Regions from separate parts of the Bombyx mori genome. Here region 2 is linked to region 1. A link is a contact called in public Hi-C data. All regions are on one chromosome and are shown on one strand. The core of a region is the stretch at or near the end of the contact, and the rest is flanking DNA. Distances in the headings are between cores, read along the strand shown. Region 1 holds the start of LOC101743928 (transmembrane protein 179). Region 2 holds the start of LOC101744646 (AP-2 complex subunit sigma).

Region 1 (4,567 bases), core at 1,232-3,731:
ACTCGTGGAAGGTTGCAGGGATACTCATTGGAATTGTGGCACCATGACATAGGGGTCCTTCTTTGCAGTAAACGAGGTTCTTGTGGCTAGGGGGCGCGCGAAGTATGTAGGACCTGACAATCTAGATTTGACTGTATCTACATTAACATAGAACAAAAGCAGTAACAAAATCACAAATTTCATGCAATACAACTTGTGATTTATCACCAAAAACATCAGACCAGCAAATTTAAATCACTTTACTTCATTACCTCATCAGTTCTCACCTAGGAAACCGTTCAATGATGTTATCACACCAAGTCATAAAACCGAGAGTAACCATCAGGGCAGCAGAGACTCCAAGCCCGCAGAGCACAGTACATCCAACAGCCTCCAAGAATGCCGACAGAAATGAGCTATCCTCCCCTTTGTACACCAACATTGAGAGTCTAGAAAAATATTGACTAATTACAAAGGTACATCACATTAAAGGTAACTGACATTATTAGGTACATGGGAGTCACAAGCCACAGCTTTGTAGGCAGCGGCTTGGCTCTGCCCCTGGCATTGCTGAAGTCCATGGGCGACGGTAACCACTCACCATCAGGTGGGTCGTATGCCCGTCTACCTACAAAGGCAATAAAAAAAAAAGCCACAACTTCTCAAATGAGAGATTATTATTTTATGTTTATGAAAAGCACAAAAAAACAATAATATCTTACCTGTATATCTGAACGCAGCACACAAGGAACATGAGAATTCCTACTAGAATAACATAGTTGCAGTAGAATCTAGAGGCCCATGAAACTAGCAGTTGTCCATCCTCTTGCCATACACCTTTTGAGAACAGCAAGCAATTCCCACTGGTTTAGAAGAGTTTTTATAAGATTTAATATTCTTTTTATTGCTCTAGGTGAAAAGACAGGCTCATGTACATCACAACTTAATGCCTTCAACCCCATGTGACTCAGACACTGCTTTTATTCATCACATGGAGCTCTATGATTTATAAATGATATGGTTTTATCTGATTTATGATAGTTTTATTCTGCCTGTTGGACAGTTACATTTGAGGGGATTGGGTTCTGTAGGTGATGAGGGGCTATTTAAAAACACAACTGCTTCATTATAATTATATTGCAGATAGCTTGAACACTTTTACACCATTATACAATTATTATCTTTATATTTTTTATAAAACTATTACATGTTTCTCTTGCCGTGTCTAGATGAGAAGTATTGACATTTCCTTACGAGAATACAATCATCTGTTTTTTAAACATTTAAAATAATTCTAATATTCGAAATCTGTAATCATGTGTCAAGTGTTGCCTGCCATTACATTTATATACAAACTCCGACACTGCCCACCACATGAATCACAACTACTATTAACTCTGAAATTCTGTAAAGTTCTTAATTCTGTTTAGACAATGGTTGTATTTTTTCTAAGCATTGTGGCTATAGCTTATTTCTACTATGTATCCATATTTTAAAGATATATAGATATAATGTTGATTTAGGTGGTTGTTGGAAGAAATTGAAAACAACAAAATTTTCCCCCATGAACTAGGTAAATTATAGTTACCATAATTAATGCAAGAGTTTACCATGTTTATCTTTATTTTACGGTACACCTTTTTGGATACGAGGTTTTCAGTAAAAAATATACTAAATTGTAAACAACAAAATTAAGCAAGTCATTGACACTAAGTACCTAGTAGGTCAAAGGATAAAATTTTAGTTTTATTAAAGATAAGTGCTTAATAAACACCTACCTGAATTCGTCCTGGTGCATACTCATTGGAACAATAACACAAAGCGACAGTATGAGGCCCATCAAATACCCCGCTATTTGGCTCAACAAAAGCACATTAGTTAACGCCATTTCTAAAAAACGATTACAAGAGCAGTATATATCCTAACAAAAAGTAATTAAACACTGAACGTTGATTTTGGAAGAGAAACCGGGCGCAGAAAATGAAAACACTGAACTCGTCGCAGTAGGCAGGTAGGTACCTAGTACCTACATAAATATACGTATTCCGCTACTCTCAAAAGTCTCAAATATTAAGATTGTGTATATTCTATGCCGCTACAATTTTTTTAAGGGAATTTATGACCTGGTAACTAAGATCTTTAGGTCAAGTCTTATTATAATTTCAAGTATCCATATTTTTATGAAAAATAATATGAAGTGAAATGAAATGAAGATGATTAATTAAAGACATTAGTCTACTGAGATGAAATTAAATGAAATGAGATGATATGAGATGAAATATAATCTCAGTAAAATGGTGGTCTTTCACGGAGATTTTTTCAGTGGCTGTTTGGAGGATCCCGAGATCCGGCTTTATTTCATTTTCCAACATTTGTGCACTTTCACAGATATTAAACAGTTAATAAACCCCCGTTATCACACATTTAAACGCGAAGAAACACTAAATAGACAAAATAAAACAAATCACACAACTTCACTCCTCGCGTTCCCGCCAAAAAGTCTACAATCACAAATTTTTTTAAAAGAAATTTTATGACCTGGTATCTAAGATCTTTACGTCATGTTTTATTTGAATTTATATTCTTGTTTTTATGAAAAATGATAATATGGAGTGAAATGAAATGAAATGAAATGAAGATGATAATTTGAGAAATTAATCAACTGCGATGAAATAAAATAAAATGAGATGAGATAATATGGGATGAAATATAATCTCAGTAAAATGGTGGTCATTTACTGAGATTTTTTCGTATACATGGTGGAGGATCCCGAGAAGCTACGTCCAGCAGCTTTGTTTCATTTTTCCACATTTGTGCACTTTTACAGTTATTAAACAGTTAATAAACCACCCTTATTAGACATTTAAACCTGAAGAAAGACTACATAGACAAAATAAAACAAATCACACAACTCCACTTCTGGCGTTCCCGCCAAAAAGTCTCATTTTAAATACCGGTAAAATGGGATAATTATGGACAAATTCCAACTTGATGAACAATTTTTTTATTGTTGTTGATGTTTGAAATGCTATATCAGGATCAAAATGACTGAGCCTTGAGGGTATCTTTGTTATCCAATTTAAAGCTATGCAATTAGCATTCCAGTTTAAGCAAAAAAAGCAAAAATAGGTGATATCCCTATTTACCCAGAAATTGTGGTTATTGGGGACGAAATTAGTGTTAACAGAGAAATTTGCTTGAATAAAAGTTTTAGACAAAAACATCATGAATAAACCAAATACTTACCAACAAATATAAAAAATATTGTTATAACTACCATGGAGTTAATAAGTACCTACAACATAACTACATAGTACATAGACAACCCTACAAACCTGTACCTATTTATATTTAAGTCGTTTCCATTTCACTTATTCTCATCCCAATTGACCCCTTTTTCATTGTTGTTTGTACCTGAGACGTCCCCAATATCCCCAAAAACAACCGTTTTTACATGTATTTTTATTTTATCAAATACATTAACACCAATAACAACTGATACTTACCTTTAATATATATGATGGTTCAAAAACTAAATAACGTTTATAAATCACAGTAGTCTTCTATTATTATCAAATAAATAAAAGAGAGCAAAGTTTCTAGCACTAAAATAATTACCACCACAAGAAGTTAATTTGAAACGCGATTTTTATAAGTTTGCAGCTATTATCATGCATATTCAGTTGTTTTGTGAACTTTCAACATTCTACTATTACAGTACAAAAAATGGTTTTTTTTCCATTCACCTCTCGATCCCTAATCACCCCATTTTACGGTACCTAATATAAACAACAATAAATAATATTCAGTGTTTTTTCCACTTCGATAAAGCGGCACGACACAAGAACCCTCTCATCGTGGCCGCCGGTAACTACATTCCCGATCCTGCGGACAGAATGGAAAGCAGTCGACGTCGCCCAAAACACGTAATTTCGGATCCTGCCGATCCACTAACGGTGCTTTTAGGTCCACCGGTCATCGGTCATCGTTCTCGTCGAACCCGTCGCTTGCGACGAAGGGCTCGGCGAATAAAATAACCCACAGACACAGCCCACTGAGTTTCTCGCCGGATCTTCTCAGTGGGTCGCGTTTCCGATCCGCTGGTAGATTCTGCGAAGCACGGCTCTTGCTAGGGTTCGTGTTAGCATCGTCGTCAGGTTTGAGCCCCGTGAGCTCACCTACTAGCCACGGTTACGCTGAAATAGCCTCTCAAGGCTATCAGCTTAGGTTTAAAAAAAAAAAAAAAGTGTTTTCAGATGGTTTTCAGTCTACACGTCATTATTAATGTCAACGTTGTCATATGTCATGACGAAAAAGGAAACACTGATATCGACAAGTCGCTGGTGATGTGTTCCATTAAATGAAATTATTTTAAATTCAGTTAATTAAACTTTATTATGTCGTTAAGTTCTTCACAATACTGAATTATAAAATAAAATGAATTTTAACGCGTCCAGAAACGGTGAGATTATTAAAACCTAGCCTAAATAGTTTTGAAAGAAATTTGTTTGTTATATTTGAACTTGTCTAACAAAATTTAACGAGAACTGTTAACTATACGATAAGTACAAGAATTGATCTCCGCGTG
Region 2 (4,567 bases), core at 1,038-3,537, 140 kb after region 1:
GGGTATGTGATGGAACCAAGTGCGGCTAACACACCGGCAGCCCACATCATCCACGTACGACTGCCAAATCCATACCACATCAATTGCAGCATCTCAAACAATAGTCCCACCATTATTGTGTGTTTTGCTCCCAGAGACTTCATCAAAAATCCAAGAATAACTTGCACTCCGATGCTCAAAACACCAACAATAGCAATAAATATGGCCACTTGCACTACACCAAAACCCATCACTAGTTTCAAGTAAACAAATATGCATGAGTACTGTCCAGCTTCAGGCAGATAGGAGAGGAATACTGCCACACATAGCATGAGCACAGTGCGCTCAGCACCAACTTTCCTCAGTGCAGCAAAAGGATCTGCTTGTTCCCAGCTGATGACAGGGCCCCAGCCGGTTGGTCTCACTTTCTCTGGGAGGCTCTCAGGCACCGCGACCATAATAAAGAACACGTCCAGTACAGCAACAGCGGTAGCGGCAGCCACGACGAGGGACTCTCCATACAAATCCATAAGGTAGGCACCCAAAGCGGGTGATATGACTAGACTAGCCGCAAACGTAGCGGAGACGAGGCCGTACGCGCGAGACCGCTCCGCTTCGGTCGTCACGTCAGCCACGTACGCGAACACTATCGAAAACGTGACCGCGAACACTCCGCTGATGCTGATCATCGCGAAGAACCACCAGGTATTGATAGTCATGAGCGGGATCGGGGCACATGTGAAGAATACCGTCACCAACAGAAAGAACTTGCGGCCCCACACGTCCGACAGGGCTCCGATGAGTGGCGCGGAGAGGAAAGACAGTATGCCCTTGATTCCCATGATCAATCCGTTCATCAGGAACGTGTGGTCGGGAAAGGTCGCGTTCAGTACCGATATTATCGGCATAGTGAGCAAGCCCCACGCGAAAAACTCCAAAAAAATAACGACCAGAGCGTGAAAAACAGAAGGCTCGCCGATTCCAGACATTGTCATTATCCCGTCTTTCATAACTGTTTTTCTGTTCCGTATCACCATTTCTACTTCGGTTTTAGTGGTCTTCGTGGGCGTCATTTAAGATGTATTCCGTTTAAATAAATAGATGTTACTTAAATTACGGACATTTTGAGAAAACCTTAAGCTCTACATTGGTAAAACTAGATATGAACGAGCAAGTTGTAGCAACGTCAAAATTTTACTGGAAAATTGAAAAACAATTCGATAATTTTGTTGCTAGAGTAAAAAAATTTAAAGAACGGTCGAAAAAATACAATAATAGGCGTAGCCTGGACAGATTAGAGAAGATAAATGAAACATAATTTACTGGTGGTAGGGCGTCTTGTGAGCCCGCACTAACTATTTCTACCGTGAAGCAATAATGAATTTCGGCTTGAAGAGTGGGACAGCCGTTGTATTGTAAAAACTGATTTCAAACTCATGTCTTAAGGTGGGTGGCGGCATTTGAGTTGTTGAAGTTTACGGGCTCCGGTAACCGTTTAACACTAGGTGGGCTGTGAACGCAGCTATCCAACGAAGTAATTAAAAAAAAATGAAAAGTTGATACTCCGAAATATTTCGTGGGTAATGCCTTAATTCATCTTCAAATCTTCTAGGAAAATAATACTTTATCCTCGAAGTAATTTGATCGATCTGAATATTGCATGCAATCCACATTTTAGCGCATGTCTAGTTATTTATAAGGCTTAACTCTATTTTTATACAGTTTATATATGTACAGATTTTTAGTAAATATTGCAATTGTGATTGACTGATATTTTTTTATTTAATACCAATACGTTTCAATTCCTCAAGAACGGGCTTCATTGACCGATTAGTTCATATCTATTAAAGTCTACAAAATAAAAAGTTTTTTTGCCACTAGTTCCAAAAGCTACCAGTAGAAACTCGACACTTTTACGTTGGAGAAGTTACATAGACATATATCTTCTCGTGATGTAATTTTCTTTGAATAAAAGTTTAAAAAACATTGCGCAAATATATCTAAATTAAAATGTAAATGCAACTACCAAATTTTTTACTTAATAGCTTATTCTTTGCTATCAATTGCTTACTGTGATTACGTACCAAGTAGTACTCAAGATAGTCCTCCATAATAGTCAATAAAATAAAAAGTTCGTACAGAACAAAGAGAATATCTCAAAGTAATAAAATACAACTAAATTCAAGATTATCAAGGTTTTCCCTTTCATTTAAATGTAGTAGGTATCTGGTTAGTCTATCTACGATTTCTTGACATTTTTCACACTGCTGCTAGTATGATTATAGATAATACACATAGTATTTGAGAAGTATGATGGTAGCATAGATAATACCGTGCACTGAATGGGAGAAGGTTGAATTTTGTAGCTGTCAAAGTTGAAATCACTGAATTTCAGATAAAGATTTCTGATTACTAGTTTTAAAAAAAGGAGGCGTCAACCCGTCTTTGAAAGTAATATTTAAAAAAAAAGCCATAACTAAACGTGAAAATGGTATACTTATCTCATAAAAAAATATTATTTAGTTCATTACTTGCGTGTAATAATTAAAAATTATTCTAAATTCCCAGATAAGATTCATTTTGATCCAGAACCGAGCAGGCAAGACTCGACTTGCGAAATGGTATATGAATTTTGATGATGACGAAAAACAGAAGTTGATAGAAGAAGTGCATGCAGTCGTCACCGTCAGAGACGCGAAACACACGAACTTTGTCGAGGTAACTTTATAAAGCCTATTTTATCATTAATGACCGCCTAAAGCTTTCTGTCTGCTATAACTCCTTGAAGATATCCTTGGTCACTTGGAAACAATACAGATTAAATCATACTAATCAATATAAGACTACATGAAAGAGTATAGTTAAAGTAATATTAAATGTATAATTGCATTGAGTGTGCACAGGAGTCACTAGGGTCAATTACGTTCCTCCCTGAGATGGTTAATAATATAATCAAAAACAGCTTTTTTTACTGCTTGAAGTGGTTGGAACAGTTCCCTTGCATGCTACACATGCTAAAAAGTAGCAAGCTGAGAATCTTTGAGAACTTCTTTTTCATTTGTATTCTGTACAGTAATTGTTGTTTTGTTGAAAATATTTGGAAACTCTTGACTATAAGTTTGCATCAAAATTGCTGGTATTCCTCAACATTGAGAAGCAATACTTCATGCCTGGATACATAATTTTTCTTTACAACACCCTAAGTCTGGTCTGGTGTGGAGTACTGCTCCTATCTTTGAGCTGAGTCTCCCAAATATCAGCTATGTCCATTGACTACATACAGAAGAAGGCTGTTTGGATTGACGATAATCCCAGTCTGACCGCTTGGAAAACAGGCACTGTGGGGGAACTACAGTTGTCCTTGTTTTATACTGTGCATTCCATGGGAGTACAATGAGGAATAGTTTGAATATTTTCCCAAATATCATCTAACTTTGGAATTAACTTCTCTTCTCAGTGTTGCTTGAGTGCTGTAACATCTTTCTCAGTACTCAGCTATAGGCAGTGAATTGGTTGTGATCCTGGCATTGTATCCATGTCAATGAGTAACAGTAACCACTAACCATCAGGTGGGCTGTCTATCAGCCTATAAATAAAAATTGAAAAAATTACCTATAAGATGCTACAATGTTTGTTTAAAAATAATCTAATGTCTACCACTTACTCTTTCTATTTAATTTTCATATTGCTGTTAACTGTGTTGGTGTCAACTATTCAATTTATTATTTTCAATACACATTTTGAAGCTGCTATTACACCTGTCAGATATCTATCTATACAAGAGTGCTATTATGTCAGTAACATACAGGATTTAATTATTTCTATACTGTTTTGGGTATAACATAACACCCTTTAATCAACCGAAAACATTTTTTGTTGTTCTAGTGGGTTTATATTTTGTCAAAGATGTGTTACATATATTACATTGCAAAATATTAGTTATCCTGTGAGGAGTTCCTAATACTTCTGTCTGTCTTGGTTTTGAGAATTCTTATATATTTAATATCAATATAATACCTATCAATAGCTTAATAATTTTATTGAATATTAAACTATTCATATGAAATTCATACAATACAACAATATCTCTTTTCTACAGTATAGATATACAAAGATATGTTATTCTGTTTACAGTTCAGAAATTTCAAGATAGTATACAGGAGGTATGCAGGTCTGTACTTCTGTATATGTGTCGATGTAAATGATAACAATTTGTGTTATCTCGAGGCCATACATAACTTTGTCGAGGTCCTAAATGAATATTTCCATAATGTTTGCGAGTTGGACTTGGTCTTCAATTTTTATAAAGTAAGTGGAAATACATAAACTGTTATATTTAATGTGGACATTCTTAAAACTGCTGTCAATTATTTTGTGTTATATTTAATAGATAAAAGAAAGAAATTTTTAAAATCAAGATGGGTTGTTAATACATTTCAAGTGGCTTATGTTATAAGTACCTATTTTTGACAAGGTTGATTGGGGTAAAGTGGTCATCAAAGGGTACATTTTGCATGTTTTGATATGTTTAAAGCTAAATTCGATTCTGTTCGTATTTTGTAGTTGTAAAGTTGATAAAAATTTCTTT

Evidence for each region. A called contact is a pair of places that touch in the nucleus more often than the background predicts.
Region 2: a Hi-C map of middle silk gland shows a contact between it and region 1, with 2.3 times the contacts expected there. The contact joins the promoter of LOC101744646 here to the promoter of LOC101743928 in region 1. A contact is called at or near these places in 3 of 7 Hi-C or Micro-C datasets (middle silk gland, midgut and an unstated tissue).

What each region holds. Positions count from the first base shown.
Region 1 is chr25:536,986-541,552 of ASM3026992v2, forward strand. It overlaps LOC101743928 (transmembrane protein 179), which reads right to left and starts at 2,482. Exons shown (of 5, transcript XM_012690028.4): 1 at 1,758-2,482; 2 at 702-842; 3 at 267-428. The coding sequence starts at 1,867. It overlaps LOC101744076 (protein YIF1A), which reads left to right and starts at 4,253. Exons shown (of 7, transcript XM_012690029.4): 1 at 4,253-4,441. The coding sequence starts at 4,417.
Region 2 is chr25:680,690-685,256 of ASM3026992v2, forward strand. LOC101744646 (AP-2 complex subunit sigma) reads left to right here and starts at 2,288. Exons shown (of 4, transcript XM_004925653.4): 1 at 2,288-2,470; 2 at 2,548-2,697; 3 at 4,114-4,287. The coding sequence starts at 2,468. It overlaps LOC101744983 (hippocampus abundant transcript 1 protein), which reads right to left and starts at 1,737. Exons shown (of 1, transcript XM_004925656.5): 1 at 1-1,737. The coding sequence starts at 1,052.